Regions from separate parts of the Capra hircus genome. Here region 1 is linked to region 2. Evidence: chromatin contacts called from public Hi-C data. All regions are on one chromosome and are shown on one strand. The core of a region is the stretch at or near the end of the contact, and the rest is flanking DNA. Distances in the headings are between cores, read along the strand shown.

What was found. A called contact is a pair of places that touch in the nucleus more often than the background predicts.
Region 1: a contact with region 2 is called in a Hi-C map of blood, with 2.1 times the contacts expected there. The contact joins the promoter of IL37 here to the promoter of CKAP2L in region 2. A contact is called at or near these places in 2 of 5 Hi-C or Micro-C datasets (both in blood).

Annotation. Positions count from the first base shown.
Region 1 is chr11:46,244,689-46,251,290 of ARS1.2, forward strand. It overlaps IL37 (interleukin-37), which reads left to right and starts at 1,393. Exons shown (of 6, transcript XM_005686669.2): 1 at 1,393-1,476; 2 at 4,126-4,257; 3 at 6,559-6,602. The coding sequence starts at 4,176.
Region 2 is chr11:46,109,350-46,115,938 of ARS1.2, forward strand. It overlaps CKAP2L (cytoskeleton-associated protein 2-like), which reads right to left and starts at 2,064. Exons shown (of 9, transcript XM_005686664.2): 1 at 1,975-2,064. The coding sequence starts at 2,005.

The DNA.
Region 1 (6,602 bases), core at 143-2,642, 130 kb after region 2:
ATGTTTCTGAAATGTGCTTGCAAAGAGCCGGACACGACTTAGTGGCTAAAAACAATGATGACAGTACTCCTGAACAGATCTACCAGGGAACAGGAGGAGGTAAATCTGCTAAAAGTTACTGCTTCTTACAGATTTTATGAAATCTAAGAGATGGATGAAGTAAAGAAGGCAGGGTTCAATAGTAATGCGTGGGGAAATTATCTGACTTCAATTAACAAGTCTTTCACCCCTTTATACAATGATATTGAAAACTATTAAAAATATTAAACCTAATTAAAAAAATCAAACATCTGAACTGAGTACCTTTATTAGATATTTACTTCTAGATTGAAAAATATGTATCTTAGGTAAATGTTAACCTCTGAATCTATACTTATCATTAAGAGTAAACCAAAAATACTAAAATGTGAAATGAAAGACATAAACATATTAATACAAGTTTATTATAGTCTCAGAAAGAAAAGAATATTCATAGACTATTGTGAAGGAAGGAAATGGATCAACATACAGTTTACTTCCAGTGTTAACTCAATAATAGATTTTTATAATAGGTTTCTATTTTAGAAGGTACCTATGTTTTCATAATTACTAAAAACACTCCAATAAAACACTGTTTTTTAAAAAAGGAAGGTCCCTTGAGGATGCTTTGCGTGTTATCACTGAAGAAAGAGGTGTGACAGAGAAGAGGTGGAGGGAGGTGTCAGTGGCATCCAGGAGTGCACTGGAAGGTCAGAAGAAAGAAGAACATATTTCTCTGAAATATGGGTGCCCCAGCAATCACTCCTGAATATTCATTGGAAGGACTGATGCAATACTTTGGCCACCTGATGCGAAGAGCCGACTCATTAGAAAAGACCCTGATGCTGGGAGGGATTGGGGGCAGGAGGAGAAGGGGATGACAGAGGACGAGATGTGGATGGCATTACTGACTCAATGGACATGAGTTTGAGCAAGCTCTGGGAGATGGTGAAGGACAGGGAAGCCTGGTGTGCTACAGTCCATAGGGTCGCAAAGAGTCAGACACAGCTGAGCTACTGAACAACAACAACACCTGCCTGAACACCATGAATTTGGGGACTTTCCTGCACCTCCCAGGCTGTCTGCCCAACCTGTGTCTCCTCTTTCCTTCCATTTACATCTCTTTCCTATACCACTGTTGTCAGACTGGATGGGCACCCATGCAGTCTATCTCAAGCACCGTGAAATGTGTTGAGTGGATGTAACACGACCCTTGGCAATGTGATACTACCCACAGGAATTCCTTTATACCTTTGGTATGAAAGATGGCAGGCAATGAGTGATGAACCAATAACCTCAGATGCCATCAATGACTCGCTAGAGAGATGCTGCATTTGCATATAGGCTTCCAAACTGATTACTCAAAGTGAGGATCACGCCTGGTCCCTCCAGAGTATAAGACAACAGTGCTCCAGGGGCCCAAAACAGAGCCACAGACTTCGGGGATCCCTGACCCAGGTAAGTGGTCCTTTGCTGTTGCTGTTTATTCGCTCAGTCATGCCCAAGTCTTTGTGACCGCATGGATTGTAGCCCACTGGGCTCCTTTGTCCATGGGATTTCCTAGGCAAGAATACTGGAGTGGGTTGCCATTTCCTTCTCTAGGGGATCATCCCAACCCAGGGACTGAATCTGTATCTCCTGCATTGGCAGGCAGATTCTTTACCACTGAGCCTCTAGGAAGCCCACGTGGTCCTTACCTCTGGCTTGAGGAACCACCTGATATAGATGGAAAAGCCCAGCAGCAACTGGTGCCTGCCTTCTATTTCCCTAACAGAAGCCTGCCCCTCCATGGATCTCCTGAATTTCTAAATATTCTCTCTGAGACCTGCCTAGACCACCTTGCTCTCAGCCCCCAAAGCAGCTGGAAGCCTTTTAGGAGGACTACCAATAAGCAGGCATTGCTCCAGGGCCGGGCTATCCCTGAACTTAGGAAACCTGCAAACTATGATAATGCCAGCCTCTTCTCTAAGGGCTGAGAAGACTCATTCGAGTCTGGAAAGTGCTGGTCTTCAGAAAGATATTTTGGAACCCAAAATATCCAGCGATCTGAGCTGGAGAGATGACTGTCAATGGCTGAATGCACTGCCTCTTTAGGAAGCTCTGTGGAGGCCACGTGCATTTACCTTGATATAGGTGGCAAATTCCATAGACAGCTCACAGGGACATCCTTAGATCCTCCAGCCTGTGGGCATCCTTCGGGTCACCAGCAGCATCTTCACGTATTTGGATACCTACATTTTTATCTTTTGTTCTGATGTCCTCCTATGAATGCCAATTTTCCTGCCTTCTCAAGTGCCACCAATCCTCTCTGTCCCTTGATTTGTCCCTCAAACTGCAAAGGCAGGTGTGCTTTGTGAATTCAGGGGATGCAAACAAGGACCTACTGAGGATCAAGTAGTAGATATCTGTGCCCTTAAAGAGCCATCAGTTCTCCCCACCCCCCAGAACTGCCCGGTGGTCATCCTCTCCTTTGCTCACTGTCCTACTGACAAGCCCTGGAGCTCTTCCTAGGCATTTTTACTTATAAAACCATCTAGGTTCTCTTTGTCTTTTTCCTAAGCCTTTCTCCAAGGATTGGGTTTTCACATGAAACTTCCATCTCTGCAACCTTAAAAGTGGTGTCAGCCTTGAGATGTCACCTACCTTCAGGTTTTTCATCTGAAATTGGGAATGAACAATTCTTGCCACGCTTCCCTCACTGTATTGCTCTGAACTTATGTTGGGAAATGGGCTTTGTGAATCGGGTGAGAGGTGATATGTACCGTTGGAAGGAATTTGAAAACGTCTCTCCTCCAAGCCTGTTCTGTGAGGGGATTCTGAGTCAGCCTTGCCCCAAGACATCAGGAGTTGAGCTCCTTGGGATCTCTGGAGGCTCTGTTTTCCATGACAAGAGGCTGCAAAGAAATGGCCTTTCTTTGCTGACTAGACTCTACCAGGGGGTTGGCAAAGTTTTTCTATGAAGATTGGGACAGTAAGCAGTAGAGCCTTTCTTTGACTCTCTTTCAATGACTCATCTCTGCTGTTGCAGCCAGAGAACAGCCATAGACAACACGTAAACACAGACATGATTGTGCTCCAATAAAACTTTATTTAAAACCAGGTGGTAGGACAGATTTGGCCTGTGGGCTGTCTTTCTCCAGTCCTGGGATTAGAAAAATATACTTCTAATTTTTTATTTTGTATTGGGGTATGGCTTATTAACAAACAATGATGTCATAGTTTCAGGTGAACAGCAAAGGGACTCAGCCATACACACACATGCATCCATTATCCCCCAAACTCCCCTTGCATCCAAGTTGCCCCATGAGCAGAATTCTCTGTGCTGTATAGTTGGTCCTTGTTGGTTATCCATTTGAAATATAGCAGTGTGTACATGTCTATCCCAAACTCCCTAACTATCCCTTCTTTCCATCCTTTCCCCTCTGCAACCGGAAGTTTATTCTCTAAGTCTGTGAGTCTCTTTCTGCTTTGTAAATAGCTTCATTTGTATCATTTCTCTTTAGATTCCCTATATAAGGGATGTCATATGATACTGCTCCTTCTCTGTCTGACTTAACTTCACTCAGTATGACAATCTCTAGATCCATCCATGTTGCTGCAAATGAATTTCATTCTTTCTAGTGGCTGGACAATATTTCATTGTATATACACACCATATCTTCTTTATCCATTCCTCTGTTGATGGACATTTAGGTTGCTTCCATGTCCTCACTATTGTACACTTCTTCAGTGAATGTTGGGGTGCATGTATCCTTTTGGATCATGTTTTTATCTGGATATACACCCAGTAGTGGGATTCGGGGTCATGTGGTAGCTCTATTTTTAGTTTTGAAAGGAACCTCCATACTGTAAAACAATATACTTTGAATTTTCTGTTTCATTTTGCTAAAATGTTGTCAAGATCATAAAAATGATATGTTTCAAAAATATCGCTTTGGAGAAGCAAACATCAAAGAAGGATGGCCCAGCCCTGGGAAGACTTCCTGGATGCAGCAAACGTTTCCAGGTAGAGAGCAAGGCCTGCAGCCTGATGGACACTTACAGGCATTCAGCAAGGTCTTCTAGGGTCAGAAGATGCCATTACCAGTTTTCTCCCTGTCTACTCAGGTCCTACCCTTTATCCCAGCCTCCTGTTGAGTCATTTCCTCACACTGAAAATGTCTGTTTTGGAGGAGAATCCAGGTATGAAAATGGACTGTGAAGACTGGGAAAGAGAGGAACCTCAGTGCTCCTCAGAAGGTAAGATTCTTATTTTAAAAATCCACACCAGGGCCAAAGAGTAACTCCTAAAGAGGGACCTTTAGAGGTGCTGGGCCCAGACCCAGCTTCTTCCTGTTGACCTTGCCTGGTATGTGAGTTTTGAGAAATTCCTTGGAAAACGAATTATACAAGAGAAATCCTTGAAGGGAGAATGAAGCTTTGCCCCACGTGTCCAGGTGCACCAGATGGTAGCTAAATCTTCACCCAAAGAGTTGGGGTGCAAAGTCCTGATTCAATACCTGGATTTTTTTAAAAAAAATATTTATTTTTGGCTGTACTGGGTCTTCATTACTGCATGGGCTTTTCTCCAGCTGCGGTGAGCAGGGGCTACTCTGCAGCTGAGGCACATGGGTTTTCACTGCAGTGGCTTCCCTTGCTGCGCAGCACAGGCTCTAGGGCTCTTCGGCTTTAGTAGTTGCAGCTCTTGGTCTCGGTAGTCGTGGCACATGGGCTTAGTTGCTCTGCGGCATGGGAGAATCTTCCCAGCCTAGTGATTGAACCCAGGTCTCCCATATTGGCGGGCAGGGCCATCAGGGAAGCCCCACCACCTGAACGGTTTTGAATCCTCCAAAGAAATCTTCTTCCTCCCCACTGGCCCAGGCAGAGGAGAAAGCCATGTGATGGAAGGGGTTCTCTGAGTCTGGGTTGGAAAAGGGACCCCAGCTCAGGGCTTCTGAGTACCTGCTGGAGGAAGGCACTTGCATATCGGCTCCACAGGAACAAGAAGGGGAGGCTATTGACCCAAATGGCTGTCTAATGCACAGACTGTGGACGGAGAGGTCTGTAACACACCAGAAACCAAATCCTGGCATTTCCAACCCACACACAGTGTTCAGAGTTGCAAAACCAAGAATCAGGATGTTGGTCTGGTGGATGTAGACCTGCTAACAGTGACAATAGAGCAGTTTGGCACCAGCCCTGCTCCTGTAACATGGGTCATGTGGAGGCCACCCTGCCCATTCTGTCCCCAAGACAGTGGGGAGCAGACTCTGGAAGGCACAGACACCAGATACCATAGTCTCCGAATGCCAGGGAGCTTCAGACTGCGACCCTGAGACCACATCCTGGCCCTGCCTCTGTCTGTAGCTGCACAAGAGGTGAAGGCATGTCTCCTGTCCCCACACAGAACTGGAGAGGCTTCTGTCTGAGCCATCTCTCCCCCCAGCCTTCCCCTCCCACTTCTCAGAAGCCGAGACTGTTAGAGCTGGAGGGACGGACGGGAGGATGATGGTCAAAGGGGTGGAGGCAGAACTGTCTCAGATGGCAGAGGAGCAGCAAAGCAAAGACGGGGTGACACCTTCACACCAGAGCACAGGGTTCGGTTTTTCCTCTTCTGGAGAAGGAAATGGCAGCCCACGCCAGTATTCTTGCCTGCAGAATCCTGTGGATGGAAGAGCCGGGTTGGCTGCTCTCCATAGGGTTGCCCAGAGTCAGACATGACTGCATGCATTGGAGAAGGAAGAAATGGCAACCCACTCCAGTATTGTTGCCTGGAGAATCCCAGGGATGGGGGAGCCTGGTGGGCTGTCGTCTATGGGGTCGCAAGGAGTCGGACACGACTGAAGTGACTTAGAAGCAGCAGCAGCAGCAGCAGGTTCTATGTGTTCTCAGTGTGCAAGAGTTGTATGGTTTATGACCAGACACTTCATTCAGGAATTTCTCAAATGATGTTTCATGAAGGAAAATCCTCCAGATGATTCTCAGAGTAATGTGGGCAAGTTATATTGTCTCCACTGGAAGAATGCAGTGCATGTGTTTCTAATAAGTGTGGGCTCTAGGAAGTTCTGCATTCAGAAACTATTTCCTTTTTAAAAAATTGTTTATTTTTGGCTGTGCCGGGTGTTAGTTGCTGTGTGCAGGTTTTCTTCAGTTGCAGCAAGCAGGGGCTACTCTTCGTTGCGGCGTGTGGGGTTCTCACTGTGGTGGCTTGTCTTGTTGCAGAGCACGGGCTCTAGAGCACATGGGTTCAGTAATTGTGGCTCAGGTGCTTAGCTGCTCCGCAGGACATGGAAACTTCCTGGACCCGGGATCGAATCCATGTCCCCTGCCCTGGCAGGCAGATTCTTATCCACAGCACCACACCAGAAGCCCCTCCCTCCCCGAAACTATTTAATCTTCACCTCCACCATTTTGGACCAAGGAAGCTATTTATAATGTCATCATTATTTCTCTGCGTCAGTGTTTCTCAAAACACATGCAAAAGTAGTAAGACAGTCAATGGCCCCTGATGCTCCTGAAAATTTCAATTGCCTGTGCTAACCTCCCTGTCTCTGATCCCAGACCCAGACAGAGATGCCTTGGAGCCCGGCCCCAGCCTCACCTCC
Region 2 (6,589 bases), core at 814-3,313:
CTTCCTTTAATCTGCACAAAAATCCAATAAAGTATTTTACAGTCTGAAATTTAAACATGGATAAATGCTATACAGGGAATTTCCTGGTGGCTCAAGCAGTAAAGAATCTGCTTGCCAATGCAGGAGATCCTAGTTTGATCCCTGGGTCGGGAGGATCCCCTGGAGAAGGAAATGGCAACCCACTCCAGTATTCTTGCCTGAGAAATCCTATGGAGAGAGGAGCCTGGCGGGCTACAGTCCATGGGGGTCGCAAGAGTCCGACATGGCTTAGCAATTAAACAACAACAAAATGGTATACAAAGCCAGATTTTGAAACCAGGTTTATTCAACCCAGAGCCCTTGCTCATAGCCACTGTTCTCAGCTACAACCTATCAAACTTTGCATGAAGAAATGCTATTACTGGCCCACCTGAGCTGGTGAGCTCAGGGCTTGTTTTATTAATCCCTTCTGACAGGAATGATGAATTTTGCCCACAAACCCTTTCTTTTGGAACTAAGGACAAAATAGGCTAGGCTGGAGGTTCATCGCAAACATCTATCCATACAGTGACTTTCTAAGCAAGCCACCTGTGAGGGAATGAAAAGTTAATATTTCTCTCTTCGAGAAGTTTCACCCAGGTAGTGGTGATAAAAGTGGGTCAAAGAAAGAACTATGGGAGTGCAGAGGCAGGAACTGAGTGAGGGGAGCGGGCGATTAGAAAAGGCTAAAATTAAGATGGTTGTGGTGCTGAAAAAGACCCTTGGGAGTCTCTTGGACATCAAGGAGGTCAAACCAGTCAATTCTAAGGGAAATCAACCCTGAATAATCACTGGAAGGGCTGATGCTGAAGCTGAAGCTCCAATACTCTGGTCACCTGATGTGAAGAACCAACTCATTGGAAAAGACCCTGGTGCCGGGAAACACTGAAGGCAGGAGAACTGGACGACAGAGGACGAGATGGTTGGATGGCCACACTGACTCAATAGACATGAGTCTGAGCAAAGTCCAGGAGACAGTGAAGGACAGGGAAGCTTGGCGTGCTGCAGTCCATGGGGTCGCAAAGGGTCAGACATGCTTTATCGGCCAAACAAAAACAACAGCTACAGGGGATGCAAAAAACTCAACCTCATTTAAACTGAGTTGCCCTGTGTTTTGATATCTGGTTCTGCTCCTTCCCCAGGAGACAGCTGTGTTGAGAGGGCTGATGGAGCTGAGAGATGTGGCTAGAATCCCAGTTCTATGATGTCTAGCCAGGTAGCAAACCTTGCTGTTGCTGAGCAGGTAAAATGGGGGCAGAAATGCCCATTTTTAAGGGCTGTTGTGTAAAATGCCTAGGACAGTGCCTGGGCCCTGGGAAACAGTCAACAGATATTATTGCAGAAATTAACAAAACACTGTGCATTTTGGAGCAGGTGACAGGTATCTGAGCAGGAATATTTAAAAAGTCAACAAAGGGCTCCAGACACATTTAGGAAAGTCAGGGAGCCCAGGACCCTCAGCATCGATGCAGATTTAACCCATCAGCCTCCAGGGCGCGTGTGTTGCAAGAAGACCTCCGCGTCTGGGTGAGATTCGCCTTGACAGCTGTCACAGCCCGCTCGGGCGGGCGGCGTAGCCCCGAGGGCCACACCCCGGCTCCGCCTGAAGCCAAATCTGGGCCGCAGGAGCGCTTGGGTTTCCGCTGGTTGTGCGATCTCGGGCAAGGACCCTCGGTTCTTTACCCAAACGAGGTGACAATGACAGCTTTTTGCAGAGCTGCTGCGGGACTCTTTGGGAAGGTGCCTGGGAGGCGTGGCCCCGCGCACAGCCTCCCAGCCCCTCAGCCCCGTTTTCTCACCGAGGCCTGGAGCGTTGGCTTGGGTCAGCCCCCGCAGAAACAAAAACGCCCACGGCGAGACACAGGCAGGCAGGCAAGCGATCGGGTCACTTCCGCTCACTCGGGGTCCTCCCTTCGTCCCCACCCGTAAGACACAGCTGCTGGAAGTCATACTCACCTGCGGCGGCGGAGAGTCCAGGCCGCACCATGATTCTCAAACGACAGTTTTTCTTCAAAGGCCGCGCCTGGAGAGAAAGCTGGAGCGCCGCGCTTGCGTCCGCTCTCATTGGGTCCCGTGGGTTTGAAACCTGCCAATCGGAAATAGGGGAGGGCGGGCCCAAAGGAAATTGATGCGTTTCGGTTGGCTGTACACTTCAAGCCCCACCCTGGGGCCATTTGATTGGAAGAATGTACAGGGAAAGGGGCCGTTGGTATTGAAGACGGCTGGTTGGGCAGGAGGCGGAAGCCTCCCCACCCCTTTAAGGATGAGGTTTCTGGGTTGCTGTGCTTTCAGTTACGAGAAAGGTGGCCAGGACTGGCGACAGGGGGCTGCACCCGGGCCCCACAGACAAAGCACCTCCTCCGCCCTTTCAGATCCTAAGTTTCATATAAAAACAGTATAAAACCAAAATGATGAATTTGGCACGAGTATACCACGAGTATATACGAGTATATACCTCACGAGTATACTTCCTACTTTTTATGGGTCTCTAAAGTTAAATAATCTTAGTTCTTAGTACAGCAGTTCCTGGGTGCTCAGTCGCTTAAGTCGTGTCTGACTCTTTGTAACCCTATCGGCTGTAGCCCGCCAGGCTTCACTGTCCATGAGATTCTGTAGGCAAGAATACTGGAGTGGGTTGCCATTTCCTCCTTCAGGGGATCATCCCCACCTAGAGATCAAACCCGCGTCTCTTAGGTCTCCTGCTTGGCAGGATTCTTTGTTAGCGCCGCCTGGGAAGCCCTAGTACTGCAGGGTGACTCCTCTTTGTTTTTCATTATGGTAAGATATACAAAGCAAAGCTTACCATTTAAGCCATTATTCGGTGTCATTAAATACATTTACAGTGTTGTACAATTATCACCACTGGTCCCATCACTTCATGACAAATAGATGGGGAAACAGTGGAAACAGTGTCAGACTTTATTTGTGGGGGGGCTCCAGAATCACTGCAGATGGTGATTGCAGCCATGAAATTAAAAGAGGGTTACTTCTTGGAAGGAAAGTTATGACCAACATAGATAGCATATGAAAAAGCAGAGATGTTACATTGCCGACTAAGGTCCATCTAGTCAAGGCTATGGTTTTTCCTGTGGTCATGTATGGATGTGAGAGTTGGACTGTGAAGAAAGCTGAGCGCCAAAGAATTGATGCTTTTGAACTGTGGTGTTGGAGAAGACTCTTGAGTCCCTTGGACTGCAAGGAGATCCAACCAGTCTATTCTGAAGGAGATCAGCCCTGAGGTTTCTTTGGAGGGAATGATGCTGAAGCTGAAACTCCAATACTTTGGCCACCTTATGCAAAGAGTTGACTCATTGGAAAAGACCCTGATGCTGGGAGGGATTGGGGGCAGGAGGAGAAGGGGACGACAGAGGATGAGATGGTTGGATGGCATCACTGACTCGATAGACGTGAGTTTGAGTAAACTCTGGGAGTTGGTGATGGACAGGGAGGCCTGGTGTGCTGTGATTCATGGGGTCTCAAAGAGTCGGACACGACTGAGCGACTGAACTGAACTGAACTGAAAAAATTAATAAATAGGAACCCCCAGTAGATTAGGGAGACCAGCAGGGGGAGATGTCATATCCTGTGACCATAAGTAAATAAGTGAAAGTTGCTCAGTAATGTCTGACTCTTTGCAACCTCATTGACTGTAGCCTGCCAAGTTCCTCTGTCCATGGAATTCCCCAGGCAAGAATACTGTGAACATAGCAAGCCCAATAAGAAGAAGAAAGGCTCCTTTTCCCTGACAAAGACTTGCCAGTGAAAAGCCAGGGACTCGGTTTATTACAATCCCCTTCCCCCAACTTTCTTTCTCCCCTCTATAAAAGCATTTTTCTTCACTTGACTTGAATGTGGTGGCTTGCTGTGGTTGCAGAACTCAAATTGCAACTTATGTAATTCTTTATACTGAAGTTGTTTCAAAGTTTAATGAGCAAATTATCAACTGCAGGCAGTATTTTCCTTGCATTAGTTTCTACAATTAAAAAAAATAATGTTAAAACTTCTCTTTATAAAAAAAGAGACATATTTCCTTCTGAATGAAGTTAATGTCCTGTCAGTAACGAAGAAGGGAAGACGGTGATTGTGTGGACTGCTAACAGTGTTCGTCATATTCTTCTCTCTCTGATGTCACTTTTAAGATTTTACCTACTATAGACCTACTAACATCTTCCAAATCTGTATCTAGTTCTAACTTCTCTTGAGTTCTAGACACATCATCATATGCTCACTGTACCTGGGTGTCCTGCCATTAGCTAAATTCATGTATCTAAAATGGTACTTATTATGTTTTATCCTGGAGCTTAGCACTCCATGCGTGCTCAGTTGTTCACTTGTGTCCAACCCTTTGTGACCCCATGAACTGCAGCCTGCCAGGCTCCTCTGTCCATGGGATTCTCCAGGTAAGAATACTGGAGTGGGTTTCCATTTCTTTCTCCTGGGGATCTTCCCCATCCAGGGATTGAATTCATGTGCCCTGCATCTCCTGGATTGGCAGGTGGATTCTTTACCACTAAGCCACCTGGGAAGTATTTCCACCAAAAATACTGATTAAGACACCACTGCTCACCCACTACATTCAGTGCCCACAACCTTGCATCAGGCCACCGCCAACCCATGCCTCTGTAAGAGACTCCTGGATACACTCCGGCAAGTCTGGGTCAGTCTCTTTTCGGTCACAGCTCCTTTCTCCTGGGTCCAGGTGTGCATAAGTTTCTGTTTGTGCCCTCCAAGAGTCTGTTTCTCCAGTCCTGTGTAAGTTCTGGTGTCCCTATTGTGGGGTTAATGGTGATCTCTTCCAAGAGGGCTTATGCCATAGCCAGGTCTGCTTTACCCAGAGCCCCTGCCCCTGTGGCAGTCCACTGCTAACCTGTACCTCTGCAGGAAACACTCAAACACAGTTCTGTCTCAGTCTCCGTGGGGTCTCTGGGTCCTGGTGTGCACAAGGTTTTTTGAGCCCTCTGAGCATCTCTGGGACGTGGGGTAGCTCCTCTCGGCCATGCTTCTGCGAGATCTGTCGTAGCCGGTGCACTTCCGCCACGTGGTCCATCGCAGCTGGTGTCCGTTTTCATTCCAATCCCAAAGAAAGGCAGTGCCAAAGAATGCTCAAACTACCACACAATTGCACTCATCTCACATGCTAGTACAGTAATGCTCAAAATTCTCCAAGCCAGGCTTCAGCAATACGTGAACCGTGAACTTCCAGATGTTCAAGCTGGTTTTAGAAAAGGCAGAGGAACCAGAGATCAAATTGCCAACATCCACTGGATCATGGAAAAATCAAGAGAGTTCCAGAAAAACATCTATTTCTGCTTTATTGACTATGCCAAAGCCTTTGACTGTGTGGATCACAATAAACTGTGGACAATTCTGAAAGAGATGGGAATACCAGACCACCTGACCTGACTCTTGAGAAACCTATATGAAGGTCAGGAAGCAACAGTTAGAACTGAACGTGGAACAACACACTGGTTCCAAATAGGAAAAGAAGTACGTCAAGCCTGTATATTGTCACTCTGCTTATTTAACTTCTATGCAGTGTACATTATGAGAAACGCTGGGCTGGAAGAAGCACAAGCTGGAATTAAGACTGCCAGGAGAAATATCAATAACCTCAGATATGCAGATGACACCACCCTTATGGCAGAAAGTGAAGAAGATCTAAGGAGTCTCTTGATGAAAGTGAAAGAGGAGAGTGAAAATGTTGGCTTAAAGCTCAACATTCAGAAAATGAAGATCACGGCATCTGGTCCCATCACTTCATGGGAAATAGATGGGGAAACAGTGGAATCAGTGTCAGACTTTATTTTTGGGGGCTCCAAAATCACTGCAGATGGTGATTGCAGCCATGAAACTAACAGACACTCACTCCTTGGAAGGACAGTTATGACCAAACTAGATAGCATATTAAAAAGCAGAGACATTACTGTGTCAACAAAGGTCCATCTAGTCAAGGCTATCATTTTTCCAGTAGTCATGTCTGGATGTGAGAGTTGGACTGTGAAGAAAGCTGAACACCGAAGAATTGATGCTTTTGAACTGTGGTGTTGGGGAAGACTCTTGAGAGTCCCTTGGACTGCAAGGAGATCCAACAAGTCTATTCTGAAGGAGATCAGTCCTGGGTGTTCATTGGAAGGACTGATGCTAAAGCTGAAACTCTAGTACTTTGGCCACCTCATGCAAAGGGTTGACTCATTGGAAAAGACTCTGATGCTGGGAGGGATTGGGGGCAGAAGGAGAAGGGGACGACCGAGGATGAGATGGTTGGATGGCATCACTGACTTGATGGACGTGAGTTTGAGTGCACTCTGGGAGTTGGTGATGGGCAGGGAGGCCTGGCATGCTGCAATTCATGGGGTCACAAAGAGTCAGACACGACTGAGCGACTGAACTGAACTGAGCCTCTTTAGTGTGTGTGGGATTTGATTCTAAACGTGATTTTTCCCTTCCTACAGTCTTGCTGGGGTTCCTTTGCACTTGGACATGGGATATCTCCTCAAAATCGCTCCAGCACCCCGCAGCCACTGCTCCAGTGCTGCTCGGCTGCCGCTCCAGTGTGGCAATGTGTACATGG